Regions from separate parts of the Mus musculus genome. Here region 1 is linked to region 2. The links are chromatin contacts, called in public promoter capture Hi-C maps. All regions are on one chromosome and are shown on one strand. Each heading gives the region's core, a stretch centred on a gene start, on an enhancer-like site or on the middle of the called end of the contact. The rest is flanking DNA. Distances are from core to core; before and after follow the strand shown. Region 1 overlaps Slc6a4 (solute carrier family 6 (neurotransmitter transporter, serotonin), member 4). Region 2 has its middle 16 kb from the start of Blmh.

Region 1 (4,380 bases), core at 247-2,746, 94 kb before region 2:
AATAAATGAATTCTACTTTTGACTTGGACCTAAACTTGGGGACCTTTGTGTGTGGCCCCCTTCAAGGTGACTATAAAATTATTAAACATAAAATTGCTAGGACCCTTCTCAGGGCCTTCCTGAGCAATATGTTCTTCCTCCGTCTAGATTAGTTGTGTTACATGATTTTAGTGACACTAAGCCTCAATGACACTAATGCCTGTGATATCAGCATTTGAGAGGCAGGAAGATCTCAAATAGCCTGGGTTGCATAAAAAAGTTCCAGGCCAACTCAATCTACACATGAAAACTATCTTAAAACAAAAACAAAAATCCCTCCCCACCCACCACCTTGCAGAATTATCGTAAAGATTAGAAGAGCAAAGGGTGTAAGCTTGGTATAAGTCAGCTCTGGCATTTGCTGCTCCACAAATAAATGTTCATTATCATTATTAGCAGTAGGGAAAACAACACTGGTTTGATCTCTAGCATTCATAGTCAGAAACAGGTGAGCAGAGGTGGGCATAGCTGCTGGGTGGCCACTAACACAGGGGCTTCTCGGGGTACTAGCTCATTATTGTCTCTTGGCACGATTTTGTCCGCACAGCAGTGCTGGGTTTGTAGAGCTCTCTGGGATGCGCACCTCTGGACAGCGTGCTTTTTCTGTCTATGTATGATGCTTCACAGTAGCATTCATTCCTTATAAATAAATAATGTGACGACTTACCAGGAGAAACAGAGGGCTGATGGCCACCCAGCAGATCCTCCAAAACCATCCGGGGCTGAAGCCCAGCATTTCCTTCACGTCGCTGCAGAACTGAGTGATTCCTGGAATCACCCAAAGGAGAATTTGACAGGGCAGGGTCAACAGGGTCAGCCCTGGTGATGGCAGAAACGGAGTGGGGGGTTCCTTCCTGAGCCGGTGGGGTCACCTAGGCACTTCTCCACTCCAGGGGCTCAAGTGGCAGGGCATCACAAAATTTAATTTTATAGCAAGCAAAGCTCTTTCTACACAGAGCAGGAAAATTGATACATGTCTAGGGACCAAGTTCTCCATTGGTGCCCACACTTCCCTTCTAAGATCTCAGGCTGGATTTGACTATAGTCTGCTGTAGGAGGAAAGTGATCTTATTTAGGAATGGTGAGCATGCCTGGCAGAAACCAATTGGGACTATCCATCCGATGGCAGTTTTCAAAGGAGTTGTTGTTTGTTTGTTTGTTTGTTTGTTTGATTGATTTAAGATGTATTTTATGTTTGAGTGCTTTGCCTACAGAAGGAGGTGTTGGGTCCCCTGGAACTGGAATTACAACCATTTGTTACCTACCACGTGGGGGTGCTGGGAATCAAACCCAGGCCCTCTGGGATAGCAGATAGGGCTCTTAACCACTGAGCCATCTTTCCCAGCCCTTCAGGGGAAATTTTTAATCATGGTATTGCTCATCTGTGTACCAGGCCAACATCCAGCTTCTTCTATAAAAGGTTCCTGGCACCAACACGAGGACGCCTGCTGACAGGTGAGTCCCGAAAACTGAAAGTGTTCTCAGCTGCTTCCTCAGAACTCTGTGGTTCCTAGTGCAGGTCTACAGTGACTTTGAACTCTGTACTCTGAATTGCTGGGGAAGCAAAGATAATGTCTTTTTTTTTTTCTTTTTTTAAATTGGCTTCTGAATTCAGTTCCCAGAACCCACAAGAGGCGACTCACCATCTCCTATCTGTCCAGCTTCAGGGAATCCAGTACTCTGCTCTGACCTCTGCAGGTGGCCAAACTCTCACACACATATAGTTAAAATCTTTATCTCATGTACTCTGCCCTCTTCCTTCACAGTGTACATAATGGTTGCCATGGCAAAGCAATTGATCATAGAAATTGGAAAGCAAATGCGTTCCCAAATGAGATGCTTGCTTCTTGATCCTACAGACGCATCTCTGAACCTGTGTTCCTCGTGTCAGTGGCCCGCCTGTGCCCTCCCCTCTGCTGCCCCTTTTCAGGGTCCATAGACGCCCTGCCAAGAGCTCTCAGCTCGCTTCCTGCACCTCCTCTCACCCTTGTCAAAGTCCATCCCAGGACAAGAGGGAGGGGCATGCGGATTCACCAATGCAGAGACTCTAAGAACAGTCTTGCCTCATAGAAGAGAGGGGCCTACGCTCTAACTTGGTGGTTCTGGAAAGGGGTCTCTGTTGAGAAACTTAAATCTGGGGTGCTCTCACACTAATGTCTTAGGCCACCACTGTGGGTGAACTGGCTGACTACAGCCTATCTCTTCTGGGGAAATATTACAAACATTAAAAAAAAAATCAGGATAGAAATGATGTTCTTCTTGCAGGGCGTGGCATGTGTGATACAGTGCAGAGGAAACGGTGGTATATGGCTACCAAAGGCCCTCAGCTGAGATTATCTTACAGACCGGTCAGGAGATTCCGCTTGGTCAACTGCCCCTTCCTGTCCTCTGATGACGATAGTGCCCGTCTCCGTGTGGGCAGAGGGTAAGGCAGAAGGAAGGGACTTCTTACCATAGAACCAAGACACGACGACGGCCTCGATGAGAGCCACGGTGAGCACTGCTGGCCCCGTGGCGTACTCCTCCAGCAGGGTCACCACATACGCCCCTCCCTGGGAACAAGGTCACAGGTGTGTCAACGGTCTTCTGAGGTATGTAGCCTCATTACAGAGGCCTGCAGAAGCTTCTGACTATGGGGGCAGAGGGGTAGTCCCCACTCTGGACTCAGTCTGAGGACTCCAGCGTCTGTCTCGTGGAGTGGCCTTTGAGTGTATACCCATCCGACCACCTTACCCAGTGGAGCACATTTTCTTTTAGATGAGAATGGAACCCACAGCCTGGGGCATGCTCTTGGCCCCATCTCTTACCCTTGTTTTATCTACTGCACCGTAAAAGACAAACTCTAAGGAGCCTCTATAGCCACTGTGGGCTTAATGAAAACACCTTGTCTATTCAATCTTGGAGAATACACAACTGTAAAGACCGAAGCTGGGCATGGTGGCACGCACCTTTAATCCCAGCAGTCAGGAGGCAGCCTGATCTCTGTAAGTTTCAAGCTAGCTTAGTCTACATAGTGAGACCCTGTCTTGAAAGAAAGAAAGGAAGAAAGAAAGAAAGAAAGAAAGGAAGGAAGGAAGGAAGGAAGGAAGAAAGAAAGGAAGGAAGGAAGAAAGAGAGAGAGAGAGAAAGAGAGAAAGAGAGAGAAAGAAAGAAAGGAAGGAAGGAAGGAAGGAAGAGAAAAAGAAGAAGAAAAAGAAAAAGAAAAAAAAAAAGAAAAAGAAAAGGCGGGGCAGGATCTGAATCTGTGTGGCACCGGACACCCCAGCACTAAGTCACTGTTCTGTGCCTGCCACTCTAACCTTGACACACCCTGGTAAAGCAATGGAGTCACTGAGGCCATGGCTTGAAGAGGTCCCTATCAGTAAAACCTGTCTTGAGTCAGGAGGACACAAGCCCACGATGTCACCCTAGCTGATGTTTGCCCTGGCTACTAAATGACGAGATAGGGAAGAGAGGAGGGAAATCACAGGAGAGGGCCTGGCTTCTTTACACCTCAAGCTCTAAAGGAGATGAAGTGGCATATAAGTTACACACAAGACACCAGCCTGTGGATCAGGATATGAGGGCAAAGGACCCAAAAATCACCTCTCAAAGGTGCAAATGGCTGGAAATGCAAATCCTAACTTCGCTCCAGGTATTTTTGCCAAGACTGAAATGTAGTTGGATCTGTGGTAAAATGCTGAGCCTCCTGATGTCATGCACAGATCTACCAGCAGACACTGCCAGAAATAACTTTTCTCCTCGGTGGCAGATTTCTCAATGCCGAAAATTGAACCCAGGGCCTCACATATGCTAGGCAAGCAACCTAACACTCCACCACATCCTCAGACCGTGGTAAGCTTTTTAATAGTGTTAACAACACGTTTAGGCCCCCAAGTGAGGACACTGTGGAAGGAAAGGACCCACTCTGCTTGTGGAACACTAGAGAATAGCAGAGGCCACTTGGAGCCCAAGGCCTTTGGTACTCACTGATGTCAGTGTGAGCAGGGATCCCAAGATGCAAGTGATGACCACGATGAGCACAAACCATTCCCTGCGCTTGGCCCAGATGTGAGGAAACTCATCCAACACAGCTGTGATCACACCTTCCAGGCCTGCGAACTGAAAGCCGCATGCAGATAGTCACAGTGGAGTCCCGTGCCTCAAGGACAGGGAACAGGAAGAGAGATAAGATAAGTAAACAGAGATTGAGACTAGTTTACCCACTCCCCGGCCAAGGAACATGGCTAGAAGCGTATTTCCATCTGGTATCATCAGAACCCATCACTGAGGACTTGCAGGCAAGATAACACAGCACACAGCTCTAGCCTTTGTGTCTTGGGAGACTGGTTGTTCCAAGGC
Region 2 (4,750 bases), core at 1,929-4,428:
GAAGATACCATAGAAAACATTGATACGGTTGAAACCACTGTCTCCTGCGTGAGATACGTTTCGACCCAGAGCTCTGCCATTAAACTACCTCATGTTTTTACATCAAGGTGGTCTGTTTGTTCGTGATTCTTGGGTGCACGCTGAATCGGGAGTTGAGTGGGGGTTTCCCCACTAGTTTCTTTCATTTGGAGGCCCCAGCGAGATCTGCATGACACCTAGGAACCCCGAAAGACCCCTTGGAGGTAAGTTTGTTTGTGTGCATCTTACATGTTGTCTGTTGTCTAAGTGTGGTGGATTTGTGTCTTGGTTTTTCAGTTCTGAGATTGTGAATTCGTGTCTTGGTTTTACAGTTCTGAGATCGTGGGTTCGAGTCCCACCTCGTGCCTTGGTTTTATGGTTCTGAGATCATGGGTTCGAGTCCCACCTTGTGCCTTGTTTTTACAGTTCCGAGATTGTGGGTTTGAGTCCCACCTCGTATTCTGTATTCTGGCAGCTGCCACTGTGGGTCGTAAGGACCCAGTAGCCTCAGGAGGGAGACATCCAGAGGCCCCACAAGCTGCGATCCCTGGAAGACGTTCCAAGGGTGAGGGACAGTCAGAAAGATCTGACTGTCATCTGGCAGAGTGATGAATGGGCAAGAAAAGAAAGAGGGGCGAGAGCAGCCTCAATACCTGCCACAGCTGGGGAGGGGCCGACTAGAGTTGCTGCCACTGCTGCCTTTTCCCTCCCTCCCCCGAGTGTCTGCCCCCCCCGGGGGGGCCTGCTGGTTCCTCCCTCCCCCAGGAGCCCTTGCCATGAGCCGACCCCCTCCACCCCTGACCCCAGGCCCCGCCTCTGCACTATAGGAGTGGCCTGCCAAGAGCACTGCGAGTTCCCTGGCTACTTCTCATTCCTCTTTCCCCTACATCCCACCTGCCCGTCTTCAGGTTTTGACCAGAGTGTCTCTTGTTAACAGAAAATGTGCTTTCACCTTGAGATATCAGTGTCCCAGTACAGCCAGCTGTGAGAGCTGCCTTCCCTTTCCCTGCCCCATGTGTTTTCTCTTCTAGGGCGGCCCACCCTAAGCTGCTAAGCTGTGAGGGAGACATCCGCCCACTTAAAACTTCTGTCCCAGGTAAGGAGCACCTACGAGTCTAATCACCAGGCTCTGAAAAATGGGTATAGAGGTCTAGAAAAAGGTGAGCTTAGACTGTAAGGAAGAGGAAAGCTTCAGCAGACTCAGGAGAGATAGATGACAGTGAAAATAGAGATGAAAGAGATTAGAGAGGTCCGAGATGAGAGATACCCCGAATGAGAAATATTTAGAGTGGAACCAGTAAGTAAGAGGCAGAGAAGGTGTATTATGAGAGAAGAGAGAGGGGAGAGAGAGAGAGAGAGAGAGAGAGAGAGAGAGAGAGAGAGAGAGAGAGAGAGAGAGAGAGAGAGGTGAGAGGCAGAAGAAAGAGAAGACAAGAGGGATCATAGACAAGAGAGAAATTTGACTAGAATCTTGGCCGCAGTGATAGGAGAGGAAGAAAAAGACAAGATCTAGACAGGAAATCTGGGCAACAGAAGACAGAGCCTCAGCTAAAAAGGCTCAGCTGTGTCAGATTGAAGTTACTTATTTGAGATACATCCTTCAAGGTGGGAAACAGTGGCTAAAGAAAACCAGAAAAAAGATTGTAACTCAGATCCCCACCCCAACTACACCAAGGCTAGTAAGAAAATTCTTGGGTACCGCTGGTTTCTGCAGGCTTTGGATACCTGGGTTGGTGACTTTAGCTGCCCGTTGTACCCCCTAACCAAGGAAGGGGAAGTGTTTGTGTGGACCCCAGATCACCAGAAAGCCTTTAAAGAAATGAAAAAGGCCCTACTGATTGCCAGCCTTTGCCTGACCTAACCAAGCCTTTCACTCTTTATGTGAAAGAGAATCAGGGGTTGCCAGAAGAGTCCTTACTCAGACTTTGGGACTTTAAAAAAGGCCAATGGCTTATCTATCCAAGAAGTTAGACCCTGTTGCCAGGAGGTGTTTTTCTTGCCTGAAAGCTATTGCTGCCATAGCTCTGCATGTCAAGGATGCTGATAAGCTCAGTCTGGGACAGCAAATAACTGTAGTGGAACCCCACACTCTTGAAAGCATTATCTGAAAGCCCCCTGACTGATGGATGACGACCAATGCTCCTGTGACACATTATCAGAGCTTTTTTTGTTGACTGAATGAGTGACCTTCGCTCCCGTTGCTGTTCTCAAGCTACCCTACTGCCTGAGACTTCACCTACTCATCACTGCGCTGACATTCTGGCAGAAGAAACTGGTACTCGAAATGATCTGAAGGAACAGATCAGCCTTGGCCTGAGAGTTTGAGCTGGTACATGGATGGCAGTAGCCTTGCAGTTGAAGGACTGAAATGGCCAATGTGATAGCCAAGAAGATCCTAGAAGAAATCTTCCCAAGGTAATGGACCTGCCTTTGTTGCCCAGGTAAATCAGTGACTGGCAAAGATACTAGAGATCGGTTAGAAGTTACATTGTGCATACAGGCTCCAAAGTTCAGGACAGGTTAAAAAAAATGAATAGAATTCTAAAAGAGACCTTGACAAAACTAACCAAAGAGACTGGTGCAGACTTGGTGCTCCTTCCCCTTGCCCTATTTAGAACTAGAAATACTCCCTCTTGATTCAGTCTTACTCTTTTTAGGATCCTCTATGGGGCTCCCATGTCCATCACTGTCTTAAATGATGTGTTTAAACCTACATGTTGTAATAATAATCTGTATGCTAAGTTAAAAGGCCTGCAGGTGGTGCAGAAAAGAAGTCTGGTCACAAATGGCTACAGCGAACGAGCCAGGTACCCCAAAAGACATCTCCCCAGTTCCAGCCAGAGATCTGATCTACGTACACCTACATCATGCCCAGACCCTCAAGCCTCACTAGAAGGGTCCCTGCCTAGTTCTGTTTACTATACCTTTTTATTCTGTTTTTGTTCTTATAAAGAGTATGATTTCTATTCTCCACATAGTGATATAGACTTCTCAAATTCAAAGATTAGAATTACTTAGTAGAAGAAGAGGGGAATGAAAGGAAATAAAACTTGAGACCTGTGATTCATGTAATTTATGTCAAATAGCCCAAAGAGTTGTTTGTGAGCTTTGAAACCTGGGGCTGAGAACATAGCAGAACAGGCCAGGACATGCCCGGGCAGGCCCTGCGCCTCCCTATCTCCCGCCCTAAGTTTAACATTTAACCTAAGTTAAATGTTAACAGTCTGCTGATGTTTAAATGGACCAATCATGTGAAACTGTGCCAATTCCTCCCCCAGCCCCACCCCTTTTCTATAAAAACCCCTAGCTTCCAAGTCTCATGGTCAAAAACACTGTCTCCTGTGTGAGATACGTTTCGACCTGGAGCTCTGCCATTAAACAGTTGAAACCACTGTCTCCTGCATGAGATATGTTTCGACCCGGAGGTCCGCCATTAAACTACCTCATGTTTTTACATCAAAAAAGAAAAAAGAAAAGAAAAAGAAAACATTGATACAACAGTCAAAGAAAATGCAAAATGCAAAAAGCTCCTAACCTAAAACATCTAGGAAATTCAGGACACAATAAGAAGACTAAATCTAAGGATAATAGGTATAGAAGAAAGTGAAGATTCCCAACTTAAAAGGCCAGTATATATCTTCAACAAAATTATAGAGGAAAACTTCCCTAACCTAAAGAAAGAGATGCCCATGAACATACAAGAAGGCTATAGAACTCCAAATAGATTGGACCAGAAAAGAAGTCCAAACATACTCATAACATCAAGTGCACTAAACAAAGAAAGAATGTTAAAAGCAGTAAGGGGAAAAGGTCAAGTAACATATAACGGCAGACCTATCAGAATGACACCAGAGACTATGAAAGCTAGAAGATCCTGGGCAGATGTTATACAAACCCTAAGAGAACACAAATGCCAGCCCAGGCTGCTACACCCAGCAAAACTCTCAATTACCATAGATGGAGAAACCAAGATATTCCATGACAAAAACCAAATTTACACAATATCTTTCCACAAATCCAGCCCTACAAAGGATAATAGATGGGAAAACGCCAACACAAGGAGGGAAACTACACCCTAGAAAAAGCAAGAAAGTAATCTTCTTTCAACAAACCCAAAAGAAGATAGCCATGCAAACATAATTCCACCTCTAACAACAAAAGTAACAGGAAGCAACAATCACTATTCCTTAATATCTCTTAACATCAATGGACTCAATTCCCCAATAAAAAGACATAGGCTAACAGACTGGATAACCCTATCAAAAAATGGGGAATAGAGCTAAACAGAGAATTCTCAACTGAGGAAATTTGAATGGATGAAAAGCACCTAAAGAAATGTTCAACATCCTTAGTCATCAGGGAAATGCAAATCAAAACAACCCTGAGATTCCACCTCACACCAGTCAGAATGGCTAAGATCAAGAACTCAGGTGACAGCAGATGCTTGAAAAAAGAGGAACACTCCTCCATTGCTGGTGGTATTGCAAGCTGGTACAACCACTCTGGAAATTAGTCTGGTAGTTCCTCAGAAAATTGAACTACCTGAGGACCCAGCTGTGCCACTCCTGCGCATATACCCAGAAGATGCTCCAACATATAACAAGGACACATGTTCCACTATGTTCATAGCAGCCATATTTATAATAGCCAGAAGTTGGAAACAACCCAGATGTCCCTCAACAGAGGAATGGATACAGAAAATGTGGTACATTTACACAATGGAGTACTACTC

The links. Capture Hi-C pulls out chosen DNA fragments and counts their contacts.
Region 1: a contact with region 2 is called in a promoter capture Hi-C map of liver. The contact joins two enhancer-like sites. A contact is called at or near these places in 1 of 484 Hi-C or Micro-C datasets (group 2 innate lymphoid cells) and 3 of 9 other capture datasets (adipose tissue, liver and pancreatic islet).

What each region holds. Positions count from the first base shown.
Region 1 is chr11:77,019,602-77,023,981 of GRCm38.p6, reverse strand. Slc6a4 (solute carrier family 6 (neurotransmitter transporter, serotonin), member 4) reads right to left here. Exons shown (of 14, transcript NM_010484.2): 10 at 4,009-4,140; 11 at 2,492-2,591; 12 at 707-807. Among named protein-coding and RNA genes, the nearest start is that of Gm12343, 12 kb to the right of the region's middle. Within about 2 kb of position 1,496, at least 14 of the 459 cell types and tissues checked have an H3K27ac peak or open chromatin away from gene starts, as enhancers often do. A contact at or near this core is called in liver, where this site is marked.
Region 2 is chr11:76,927,304-76,932,053 of GRCm38.p6, reverse strand. No RefSeq gene overlaps it. Among named protein-coding and RNA genes, the nearest start is that of Blmh, 16 kb to the left of the region's middle. Within about 2 kb of position 3,178, at least 6 of the 459 cell types and tissues checked have an H3K27ac peak or open chromatin away from gene starts, as enhancers often do. A contact at or near this core is called in liver, where this site is marked.